3 separate regions of the Mus musculus genome follow, and regions 1 and 2 are each linked to region 3. A link is a contact called in public Hi-C and HiCAR-type data. All regions are on one chromosome and are shown on one strand. The core of a region is the stretch at or near the end of the contact, and the rest is flanking DNA. Distances in the headings are between cores, read along the strand shown. Region 1 overlaps Cblb (Casitas B-lineage lymphoma b). Region 2 holds the start of Cblb (Casitas B-lineage lymphoma b). Region 3 holds the start of Bbx (bobby sox HMG box containing).

Region 1 (3,965 bases), core at 1,384-3,883, 1.6 Mb before region 3:
TGCAAGACCAAGGGGCCTCTCTTCCCAATGATGGCCGACTAGACCATCTTCTGATACATATGCAGCTAGAGTCAAGAGCTCCGGGGTACTAGTTAGTTCATATTGTTGTTCCACCTATAGGGTTGCAGACCCCTTTTGCTCCTTGGGTACTTTCTCTAGCTCCTCCATTGGGGGCCCTGTGTTCCATCCAATAGCTGACTGTGAGCATCCACTTCTGTGTTTGCCAGGCCCCAGCATAGCCTCACAAGAGACAGCCATATCTGGGTCCTTTCAGCAAAATCTTGCTGGCGTATGCAATGGTGTCTGTGTTTGGAGGCTGATTATGGGATGGACCCCTGGGTATGGCAGTCTCTAGATGGTCCATCCTTTTGTCTCAGCTCCAAACTTTGTCTCTGTAAGGCCATGGGTGTTTTGTTCCCAATTCTAACAGCTTCTGGGACAGGCAGAAGCAACCTTTTCTCTTATTAAAGTATTTTTTTTCCCAAAGATATTCTCCATGCTGTAATAAAAAGTTAATTCATGGCACGATAAAGTACCTTCACAAGATTTGCCAGTCAAACTTTATCCAAAGTTGATTCACACGAGTGCATCAAATAAGGTGAAACATGTGAAATACAAACATGCAAGCCAGTATCACCCAACCTCATGCTAACTAGAACAGATAAAGGGCAGCTCAAGGTACAGGCAGGCGGGAGGCAAACGTCTGCCACTTACAAGACCATGATCAAGGCTGGAGGAAGGGACAAGGAAAGCCTGATCCAAAGCCCCGGTCTCCCATTCCCTACAGTGCACCCAGTCTCCCATTCCCTACAGTGCACCCAGTCTCCCATTCCCTACAGTGCACCCAGTCTACCATTCCCTACAGTGCACCCAGTCTCCCATTCCCTACAGTGCACCCAGTCTACCATTCCCTACAGTGCACCCAGTCTCCCATTCCCTACAGTGCACCCAGTCTACCATTCCCTACAGTGCACCCAGTCTCCCATTCCCTACAGTGCACCCAGTCTCCCATTCCCTACAGTGCACCCAGTCTCCCATTCCCTACAGTGCACCCAGTCTACCATTCCCTACAGTGCACCTGGTCTCCCATTCCCTACAGTGCACCCGGTCTCCCATTCCCTACAGTGCACCCGGTCTCCCATTCCCTACAGTGCACCCGGTCTCCCATTCCCTACAGTGCACCCAGTCTCCCATTCCCTACAGTGCACCCAGTCTCCCATTCCCTACAGTGCACCCAGTCTCCCATTCCCTACAGTGCACCCAGTCTCCCATTCCCTACAGTACACCCAGTCTCCCATTCCCTACAGTGCTTAGCCATCGAACACTCAGAACCCAACAAAACATGTTCTCACGTGACTCCAACTTAGGAGTGCTTCTCTACGTCCTTAAATGTCTCCTGTGGTACACTTCTCTACCTGAGTCCAATCCATGCCCCGACAGGAGTGTTAACATTAGATCCAAAGTATTTCCTCACAAGCAGTCTTTCCTGACCCCCAGCTGGGTTCCAAGATCTTATCTGTGAAACCTTCTGACTTGAACACCCCTCAACAAAGTAGGACATCAAAGGTGTAAGACGGAGTTCAACGTCTAAACTATCAGCTAGGATGCTCCCACAAACACAAAATAAAGCTTAAATCCTAGGCACTGACTATTCAGAAGAGGCCTCACAGTTAGCTGTCAGGACTGGAGCAGCGAGCGTGAACTGGATCCACACCACACTAAGGAATGACAAGAGAGGGGTGTGGTGAACACAGCTTAGCCTTTGGCAAATGGATAATACTCGGAGGCACACAGAGACTCAGGGCAAATGCTTGAAATCTTTACAATCCATGAGTTCCAGCTCAGGTAGAGAAGCCGCTGGGTGATCTATGAAAATGCCGTGCATCCCCACTTCTGCCCAAGCTCCAGTGACCCGCAGTGAATTGGGAACTTTCTAAAATAACCCCTCGTTAAAGGTCATGGCTTGAGAGGCGGGACAGCAAACACAGTCTCACCCCTCACCCCATGAACTCGCCATCGCTGAAATACTAGATAAAAATGCTAGGTATTCAGGCCTTCTGGCTATTTTAATCCCCCATAAGAGACAGGCTGCAGTAAACGCGTATGCACTTGCTGTTAGGATGAAGCCATACACACAGCAGAGGTGGCAGCCAGACACTTTACATGGCGGGCAGTCATCGGAGCCAGCAGACATCTGTACTGACTCAAATCCAATGAGAATCTTGGTGGCCTAAGATCAATAGCATTTGCCTTTGTGTTTCACCTCCAAAGCTCCTGCTACTTCCTAAGGTTGGTGGTCTTGGCTGGGAAAGATGACAGTTTGCCTAAAACTGGGGGAGCGTCAGTGTTCTAAGGAAATGGGAAGAATGTTAGGAGAGGCTACCTGGGACACTTTCTCTTGAAGAATGGCGTCCCTGTCAAGCCCAGGGTCCCTGCCTCTGTCAAGTACAACAACCGTTGATGTCCCCATACGAATTAATGTAGGAGAGTCATCTGGGTCTGAAAGTACCGCTTTCAAAATGAAATGTTGATTTGGGAGTGTTTCCAACCTTGTTGGAATACACAAGATCCCCAACTCTAGAAGAGCAACGGGAACTTGAAAAGGGCAGTTCAGGTAGGTTCTCAAACCAGTCTGGGGAAATACCACAAACACGTCACCGAGACAATAATGAAACAAGAGAGCCAGCCTCTGACCTCCAGGGTTACAAGATGAGAAAAACAGTTTGGCATTTATTTTAAGGGCAAGTTTCAAAACCCAACACTGGCCTGAGAAACAGGAACCAATGCTGAGGCTTTCTTTACATAGAGGGACAGCAGCCAAACATAATGGTAACTTTGAGATAACTGACATCCTACACTGCATAACTGACAAAAACACACCAAGCCACCCCCTCCCTGGCATTATGAGTCAAAACAAACTGCTGACAAACGCAGACAGCTATGTGAGGGGGTGCAACAATAACAGAGAACACACAGGCCTCTGTTTGTCTTTCAAGTGTTACAAGTCAGCTTGTGATGGGAGAACACAGCAGCTATTTCTTTAAAAGGCTGTTTACACATTGAAAACGTCTCAGATGTTCCTCAAAGCCACTTTGCTTATACAGAAGAAAAGGAGGGGGTAGGCATAGTTAGCAAGAATGCCAGAGCCAAGCCTCCAAGAATGCCTTTTAAAAGGAATAAAGGGGAAAGAGACACTAAGAAGGTACAAGAGAACTTTCCCGAACATCTAACGGAATTCTCACATCATATCCTACACATCAAGAAATTCTATCAACAGCAATGCAGGATAGTTTCCAGAACACGATGCCTGCTACTCTAAGGGGGATCTGGAGCAGGGAAGACCAACCATGTTCTGTCAAGGCGAACCACGAGTTATGATCAAGGACCTTTGTCAATAATGCAGACCAAACAAAACCACGTTATTCATGTCGAAAGCGCACATTTGGAGGATTCCCCAGTTGTTGTAAGCTGGTATATTTAGGGTCATGAGCGCAGCACAGAACAGAAACAAAAAGTCTTTAAGGAAATGTTAATATAAGAATTTAAAGGAAGTGAAAACAGCTCGCAGGGGTTCAGAGAGCCAGCCACTGAGTGGGAGAGCTGTGAATGCTCACTGCGCATGCGCACGGGGCATGCAGGAGCAGGCAGAGGCGCTGTGTGTAACCACCTCTAACTTTTCCACAAACGTTACTTCACTAAAGATAGACACACAGTTAAGACAGCGCCCTGAATTGTGACTACTCTGCAATAAACAGCAGTGATATTAATCTATTTACCCACGTGCCTTTCTTTTAAAATAACTGGCCCCGGAACTGGCCCCGGCTGCCAAATCTCAGGAAGGTGGCATTGTTTATCCACAAGTTCTAAATGACCGACTTTAGACTTTTTGCTAGTTTCCAATGTGAAATTTTACCTTTTACCTCTTTCCAAGCAATAGAAGCTCTTTATCTAGATTAAATCAAGAT
Region 2 (4,123 bases), core at 344-2,843, 1.6 Mb before region 3:
GCAGCTTGCTTTGGGGGTCCGACTGCATCCTGAATAGCATCAATAATCCCCAAAATGCGACCTTTGCGGGGGTTTCCTCCTCGACCACCAGGATTTCTGCCATTCATAGAATTTGCCATCTGGAATCTTAGTCCTTTTTGCAAGATAGAATTTCAAGAGAGGAAAAGTTAGCTGGATATGAAAGTATTTCCCCAACAGGAACCTGAACTGAACAGGCTCACTTGTACCCATTAATGATATTCTCCGCTGTCTCTGTGACAAAGCCCAGGGTCCCAGATTCAACTTTTTAGTAACCCTGAGTAAGGGCATCCTCCAAGTTAGGAGCCATGACACAAGATTTGCTCTTACAATACTAAAAGTTAAAGATGCATCCTCTGCCCGTGTTCTATGAAGCTACAGCTCAACATCATCAACAAAACAACTTTTAACAGGTAAGAACACAATGTCGTCCCCCCCCCCCCTTCTGCTGTAATCCAGATTCGAAATACTAGAGCTGCAACTCCTAAAATTCACGTTGGGAGCCTCACTTCAGTAGCCTCCTTCACGCTGTTTGATTTCGCCAAGTTATTACATAAATGCAAAGTACTCCACACACGCAAAAGGGACACGTCTCTTGTCAACAAAGGCGGAGGACTTGGATACCCCCCCCGCGCGCCCCGCGCGCGCGCGTCCCCTCTCCATTCCCCCAACACCCCCCCCCCCCGCAAAAGCCAGCAGCTGCGGACACACAAATAGTTCTTTAAAGCAGTGAGGTGAGTAGTTTTTCCCTAGAGCCAAATAAACAAACCAACAAGCAACCCCTTCTTAAAAAGCGGTGAGAACCCGGCAAGGGCGGGCACGCACCGCGGAGTTCACTTCTCCGGTGGTCCCTCTTCTGCCTACCCGGTATCAAGTGGTCCAAAGCTTTGTTTCAGAACGTCTGTACCCTTTCCAGGCTCGGGCCTCTAGCCCGCCACTCAGGGGTCTGGGAAAGAGACGAGGAACTCAGCAAAGATAAAGTAGCCCTAGACCCCGTCCTGGCTTCCCAATCCCACAGCCTGCCCGATCTAGCGCCAGTAGCACGCACCTCCCACCGGCGGCGATCAGCCAGAGTCCGCTCCCTCCCGGGCCCCGGGCCAGCCAGGGACTGCTGTTTAAATCCCCACTTGGCTCAGGCCCGCAGCGGCGACAGCAGCTGGAAGCTAGGGCTGTCCCCTCTCCCTGATGGCCCGCGCCCAGCTGCAGGGCCCCCGAGCCAGCAAGAGACGTCCAACCCCGGGATGACCCATTCCTTCCTCTACTCGGGTCACCGCGGCCGTCCCGAGCCACGCGTGATCGCGGGTCCCACTCCACACACACACGCTGCCCTGGCTGGGGTGGCTCGGGTGGGGACTCTGTGGAATCGCCCTAGGAGAGCGCTCCGGGGAAGGAGCCACCGAGATCTAGGAACACCGAGACGCGGGGACGCGGCAATTACCGTGCAAAAAGCTCCACGCCCGCCCGGCAGTCCCGCGCCACACTCGGGAGGCCGCCGCAGCGCCCGCCGGAGGAGGAGACCACTCACTGGCCACCCCACCCCTGAGCCATCCCCGGAGACCAAGGCGTGGGGCGGAGCTAAGGCGGAGCCTTGAGTCTTCGAACCAATCCTGAGAGGCTGCTTTCTGCCAGACAGCGGGCGGAGCCAATGGGCGGGACGAGACGCTCCTCCCGCGCTACCCCCCAGTCCACGTCCTCCACGGTACACAATGGCCCCAGAGGAAGGCCCACTCCACTGCGTCCCACTTGGAGAAGAACTCGTTGGGAAATGGACCTAGGCTAGCCTGGAACAAAAGTGGAACGAGGAAAGGAACTGAAAAAGTAGCAGCAAGGCGCCGGGGAGCTAACCAATGAGGGGTGCGCAGGTGGGCGTGAGCGCCCCGAGCGGGAGTCTAAGCCAACTGGGGCTAAAAGGCGGGACTTCCTGCCTCACTCACCTTCCTAGTCTTTGTTTCATAGCAACAGAGTAGAGGCTGCCAGGGTGGTGCTGCTTTTCAGCTCTGGGCGGGTCCCAGGCTTAAGAAATTCATCTCCCTAGGGCTGCCAAACTGCTACCCAGGAGAGCAGCCAAATAGGTCCAAGACCATGTTTCTTGTTGACTGTCAAATAAAGAGCAGCAGTCCCATAGCTCCTAAGATGAAGGTTACCCTCACATAGAGTAGGCTAGGAGTAAAACCCGAGTGCCAACTAAAACTTCCTAAATTTCTGAAATGTTTCCCTTTTACTATTAGTTCTAGAAGGATTCCAGATCAAACATCAGGCTGATGAGAAAGCAAATACTTGACAACTCTCAGCTAAATAGTCTCTGTAAATCGTCCCAGGACAGTAAAAACTCCACACAATGGGGATTACTAATCTGTTTGACACCTTTATATTCCAAACAAGTTTTCCCCTGGATTCCAGTAAAGAACTCTGCTGTTGGATTTTTGCCAGAGTCACTTTTCTTCTATGTAGATGAATCTTCATTTTAATGACAACCCTGTTTCTGCCATCCTCTTCCAGTGTTCGTCTCTTTCTGGGCTCCGTCCTTGATAGCCGTGTAAAAGAAAACAGTCTGGTAACGCTTACAGTGAAATGCCAGGGCCCTTCTGTCATCAGAATCACACATTAGACAAGTTCCATGATTCTCTCTATTTGGTTCACCATGCTCGTACCATTTGCCCCAGGTTTACATACCTGGGAGTGATTTCCTCTGTCATTGGTAGTATGGATACACCTCACACCTTGAGCTCCTGGGTGTAATACTTTGCACTTTTTAAAAATGTCATACGTGCATACATGCATAAGCATACATATGTACATACATACATACATACATATAAGCATTTTCTAACCAACTATCCTGATAAATGTGTCTCAGTGGTTCTGCCAATCCCTAATAAGTATTTTAGTGCTACAATTATTACTGTGAAGGCTCCTGAGTGGTCATAGAATGTCCTGCAATCCTAAATTCAGATTGTTATGATTTTCATGTAATGGAAACAACCAAAATGTGACCCTTTAGGCAATCAGGCAGTAAAGTACAAGTCTGGAAGTAATATTTTCTTTCATTATTTCTGTACTAATAATTAAAAAGTAGTTTCTTGTTTTATATATGTAGATGGTGCAGGCTTCTCCATAGCCCCTCCATATCTCCCTTATTGCTTGTAACAGTAGCTATGGTTGCTAAGTGGAGACAGTATTTAAAAAGAACTCTGTGGTTACATCCTCTATGTGTATAAAATGCACCTTTAAAGTCAATTCCAAAAGAAACTGGCACTATGTGTAGAAGATTTTGCTATGCCCAACCTTATACTGTATAATTAAATGTGTTGCTTATCTTCATATTTGAATAAATGTAAAATGGAACAAAATACATATACAATACAGTTCCTTTTGAACTGCAGTTTGCTGAAGGCAATGACACTAAAAAAATAGAATGGCCTGCGGAGCAAAGTGCATCATGGAGATACAGTGACAAGCCTCATTATGTTCTGCTCCTCTGCTCTGGCTGGGACACAGGTATAACAAATATCTCTGGGGCTGCCAAACTTTTCTAACCAAAGCAACTAAAAACTGGTCTAAGATAGTGTTTATGTAGGCTGACAAAAATAAAAATCTGTTAGTTGAGGTTCTCTAAAGGAGCAGAAGTGATAAGATATATGTGTGTGTGTGTGTGTGTGTGTGTGTGTGTGTGTGTGTGTGTGTGTATTATAATATATAACACAACATACATATATGTAAAAGGCTATTTATTAGACTGACTCACATTATGTGGTCTGGGTAGTCAGACAAATTCTTTCTCACACTCAGAGGCTGAGAATCCAAGAGTTTCTCAGCCCACAAGGCTGATGTCTCATTAATCCCAATCTGGTGCTAAAGGTCTGACAGTTCCTGGAGAGCTGCTGTTAGGCAATCTGTGTTAGAAAATGGAGGAAGCTGGCTCTGATGTTAGAAAAGGGGTGCTGCAGCAACAGACTGGAGGACCCACCAGCAAGAATAAAGGCCTATGTGCAAAAAGCAAAGTTTTTAACAGCCTACACGTAGGATGGTTCCTCCCACTTCAAATAGTCTAATGAGAAAAATACCTCACAGGATGGAGAGATGGCGCAACGGTTAAGAGCACTTG
Region 3 (3,821 bases), core at 1,023-3,522:
GTTAAATGTATTCAACAAAAACGTAATCATAAAAATAAAGTATGTCTTCCTGGAAGTTGGAAGTTGGAAGTAAAAGTGAGGAGTGGGCTAGCCTTCCCTAAATTTTATTTTATATAGTATGCTAAAAGTAAGTCGTAACGCTTCACCCAGCAATTAAATATATCAACTTTTGCTGATTTTTAACTCTTCAAAAAGAAGCACCTCAAAACCCTCCAGAAATGTTTCCTCTGTCTGCCTTGTGTCTGTGAAAGTTGTCATTTCAAAAACAGGGCCTTCCAGCTGCTCAAAACCTAGGAAATGTCCGGGGCTTCATTTTCTCACCACTGACATCTGTGCCTACCTGGTTTGTCCCTGCCTCCTTTCTCATATAGCAAGACAGAGATAGGAGTTAGCGCAGACTTCAGACCAGTGTACTGTGGATAAGGAATACTTGTTTCTTTCTGTCAGTTGCATGCAGAGGGATATGATAGGACTTTCAGTATTATCACTTGGAATACCCGTGGTTTAGAGGATTTTTTTCTTTAAAATTTATTTTCTTTTAAAAATAAACAGAATACCACACCTCTAAACAGTACTTCACTTTCTAAACTTCATAAACTTCTTTTTCTTTAGGTTTCTTTTTCTACTCTTATGCAAGCACACATGTTCACTTAATTTATTTATGACTATGAAAAAAATATCTTAGGAACGAATCAAGGAAATAAAACAGCTGGGACAGATGTGGTGGTGCACACCTTTAATTCCAGCACTCAGGAAATAGAGGCAGTGGGGTCTCTGTGAGTTTAAAGACAGCCTGATATATCTAGTGATTTCCAGGCTAGGCAAGGCCACTCAGTCAAACCTTGCCTCAAAAAACAAAAACAAAACCACCCCCCCCCCCAAACAAACAAACACACAAACAAAAAGTCCAAAACCCAAAACCAGAACAGAAAGGTTTTCTTACTCGGTTTACTTTTAAAATTTAGGCTATCAGTTAGACTATAAAAATCATACTATTTAATCTTCAAAACTGTTTGTATTTAAGATTCTTGAAAATTTTGGATCCTGGTCAGAAGGAACTCCAGGAAAACATCTGGGACCTAGAATAGTCCCAGTGAGTTGTAGATGCTGAATAACCATTTAATGAAGGCAATCTTGGGAAAGCTTATTTTAATCTTTAAATAAAAACTAAAATCAACTCTAAGAATGAAGGAGACTAAAAGAACTCATATGCTCAAAAGATTGCTCAACTAGTTAAAAACTTGTGTGTGCATTTTATTCTGTTTTAATTCCTAGGTTCGGTTCTTTCTAAGTATCCCTTTGACTTGTTTATATCAAACTGTTAACAAGATCTGCCAAAGATACAGCATAGTAAAAATATCATTAAAACTAGATCTCGCTTTCATTGTCTCTAGAAATCACCCACCATAGAGTAGTCATATACAGCGGGAAATACATAAAACAAAGGATGTGTGTGCGTGTGCGTGTGCGCGCGCGCGCGCGCGCGTGTGTGTGTGTGTGTGTGTGTATTATAAATCTTGGCTATATTGAACCAAGAGGTCTATTTCTAAGGCAGACTGTCGATTGTCATTTTCCCACAAGGTGTGTAATTTCAGCACACCTTGTGTACCCATACAGGTGATTGCCCTCTGACTTTCAAGTGCACATTCGGCTACTTTAGCATAAGGTTTATCTTTGTTTCTGCCTGTTGTATTGATTTTTTTTCTTACTTTCTGAATTTGCTTGCTAACGAGGCAGTCACAATCTCAAAGCATTCTAGTCTTGATAAACTTATCTCGCACTATTTTGGCCTATGTGATGGCTAACCCATTGACAAAAGAAATCTAAGCTGATAAAAGCCTTTCTCGGCCACTTGTTAGCAGGCCGGGCTGTAAAATCATAACACAATGCTCGCCTCTTTCATGGGGCACCACAAGGCAGCGATCAAACCCATCCCTCCTCACTTCCATATCCAGTGGAGTTGTAGTTTATTACCATAACCCTCCCAAGTCAAAAGGACACCAGTTTCAAGCCTGGCAACTTGGTATAGAGAGGGCTTCCTTCCTGACCCCTACTCTGCTGGGCCTCACTACCTGTCTTCGCCCACTGTCTACAGGTCCCGAACATTAGAAAATAGAAAATGTGATGATCTTTGTGTGTCTCTGTGAAATGTGTGTATGTGTGCGTGTGTTTGGGTGTAACGCGCCTCCTGTTTGGCTGCGCCGCCCGTCCGTCACGGCGCGGGCCAATGGCAGGCTGCCTTATATAAAATGAGTGTTTTCAGTCTCTCCGGGTTGCATGTACTGTATGTGGAGCAGTGTACAGTGGAGCGGAGGCAGCGCGGCTCCGCAAGCTCCTCTCCACTTTCCCATAGAGAGCCCCTGACTGGCCGCTGAGGGCGAGCCACACACACGCCCTCGCGCCGCGGCGAGCCCGCGAGGTAGGCGCCCGCCATCCGCAGCCTTCGCAGGCGCTCTCCCGCACTTTCTGTTTTCCTACTCACTTGCGAGCCGCCGGGGCTGCAGCCCGAGGACTCCGCGGCAGGAGCGGCGGCAGCGGCGGCGGCAGCCGGTAGGGTGGACTTGAGGAAGGCGAGGGGAACCCGCGCGTCCGGAGCCCGAGCCGCCACCGGCCGGCGCCTCGCGGGCCACTTTCCCCTCAGCCAAAACTTTGGGTGGCGAGAGGTCGGGCCGAGGGTCGCGGCGGCCGCGCCGGCGGGCCCGGGCCGGGGGGCGCGCGGCGCTGCCCGGCGAGCGCGAGCTGGGGGCCGGGCTGGGGAGGAGTAGGCCAGCCGGTGCCAGGCTGCGTTTGCAGGCAGCACCTCTCGGCGCCCGGGCAGCGCCGCCCGAGGGGGCACGGAGCCGGGGCGCGGGGTTGAGCCGCCCGAGGAAAACAACAACGGAGCGGTCCCCTCACGCCGGCGGGCGGCTCGTGGCCGCCCCGGGAGCCCCAAACTTCAAGGAGGCGAAAGTACGTGGAGGAGCCCCGGGCAGGGCTCGGCTGCCGGGGGAGGTGGGGCCTGAGGAGCCCGGGGCAGGGGTGGAAGGTACGGGAAGGCTGCCCTCGGTGGGTCGGGGCTACATTTGGTGTGTGTGCGACGGTGACCGGGACCGGCAGCCCGGTTGCTCGTTCATCTGCAGAGTTAGGATTTGGGTGTTCCGGCCCCGAGATCGGTGTCCCCCTCACCCCCCACCCCCAGCCAAATGCGCGGCGAGTGGAGAAAGTGCTGTTCCAGTGCCAGAGTAGCCTGGAGGAAGAACAGGGGAGAGGGGAAGAAGGCGAAGAAGGCGAGAGAGGGAGAGGAGGGGAGGGGAGGGAAAGGGGAGAGGGAGGGGAAGAGAGAGAGAGAGAGAGAGAGAGAGAGAGAGAGAGAGAGAGAGAGAGAGAGAGAGAGAGAGAGAGAAACGGGAGGGAAGAGAGGAGGGGGGAGAGGACGAGGGAGGCTGTGTCAGGATTTTGCTTGAATGTGGGATTATGTTGTGTCAATAAGTTTAAGGTGGAGAGAGCGAGGCTGGGGGTGGTGGCGGTGGAGGGGAGGAGGAAGGCCTTGGCTGGTTAAAGACTCATTCTGAAGGTAAGTTATGGCATTGCACGGTCGCGATGACAGAAAACTTGCAGATCCTTTATCCGGGGATGGGGTCGATGCCTCTAGAAAGAGCTCCCCAACCCTCGGAAGCCACGCTCGTGTTACACTGTTATTTTCTGCGATCCGGGTCGCTAGTAAATTACAGAAATCAGACTGGAGGCTTCTTTCCCTCCTCCACCTCGAATCGCTCGCTCACCCTCAGAAATGTATTATTATTATTATTATTTTAAAATTTATTTTGGGGAGATCGCATGAA

Evidence for each region. A called contact is a pair of places that touch in the nucleus more often than the background predicts. HiCAR-type assays count read pairs that join an accessible place to other places.
Region 1: a Hi-C map of B cells shows a contact between it and region 3, with 8 read pairs. The contact joins the enhancer-like site here to the promoter of Bbx in region 3. A contact is called at or near these places in 1 of 39 promoter capture datasets (hippocampal neurons), 1 of 484 Hi-C or Micro-C datasets (B cells) and 2 of 115 datasets of contacts at active chromatin or transcription factors (pancreatic cancer cells and stem cell-derived neural progenitor cells).
Region 2: a HiCAR-type map of astrocytes shows a contact between it and region 3, with 7 times the contacts expected there. The contact joins the promoter of Cblb here to the promoter of Bbx in region 3. A contact is called at or near these places in 1 of 39 promoter capture datasets (pre-B cells) and 1 of 115 datasets of contacts at active chromatin or transcription factors (astrocytes).

What each region holds. Positions count from the first base shown.
Region 1 is chr16:52,060,084-52,064,048 of GRCm38.p6, reverse strand. The region is part of intron 3 of Cblb (Casitas B-lineage lymphoma b); the gene reads right to left. Among named protein-coding and RNA genes, the nearest start is that of Cblb, 31 kb to the right of the region's middle. Within about 2 kb of position 2,633, at least 228 of the 459 cell types and tissues checked have an H3K27ac peak or open chromatin away from gene starts, as enhancers often do. A contact at or near this core is called in B cells, pancreatic cancer cells and stem cell-derived neural progenitor cells, where this site is marked.
Region 2 is chr16:52,029,019-52,033,141 of GRCm38.p6, reverse strand. Cblb (Casitas B-lineage lymphoma b) reads right to left here and starts at 1,593. Exons shown (of 18, transcript NM_001033238.1): 1 at 1,457-1,593; 2 at 1-133. The coding sequence starts at 119.
Region 3 is chr16:50,430,840-50,434,660 of GRCm38.p6, reverse strand. It overlaps Bbx (bobby sox HMG box containing), which reads left to right and starts at 2,272. Exons shown (of 17, transcript NM_027444.3): 1 at 2,272-2,419.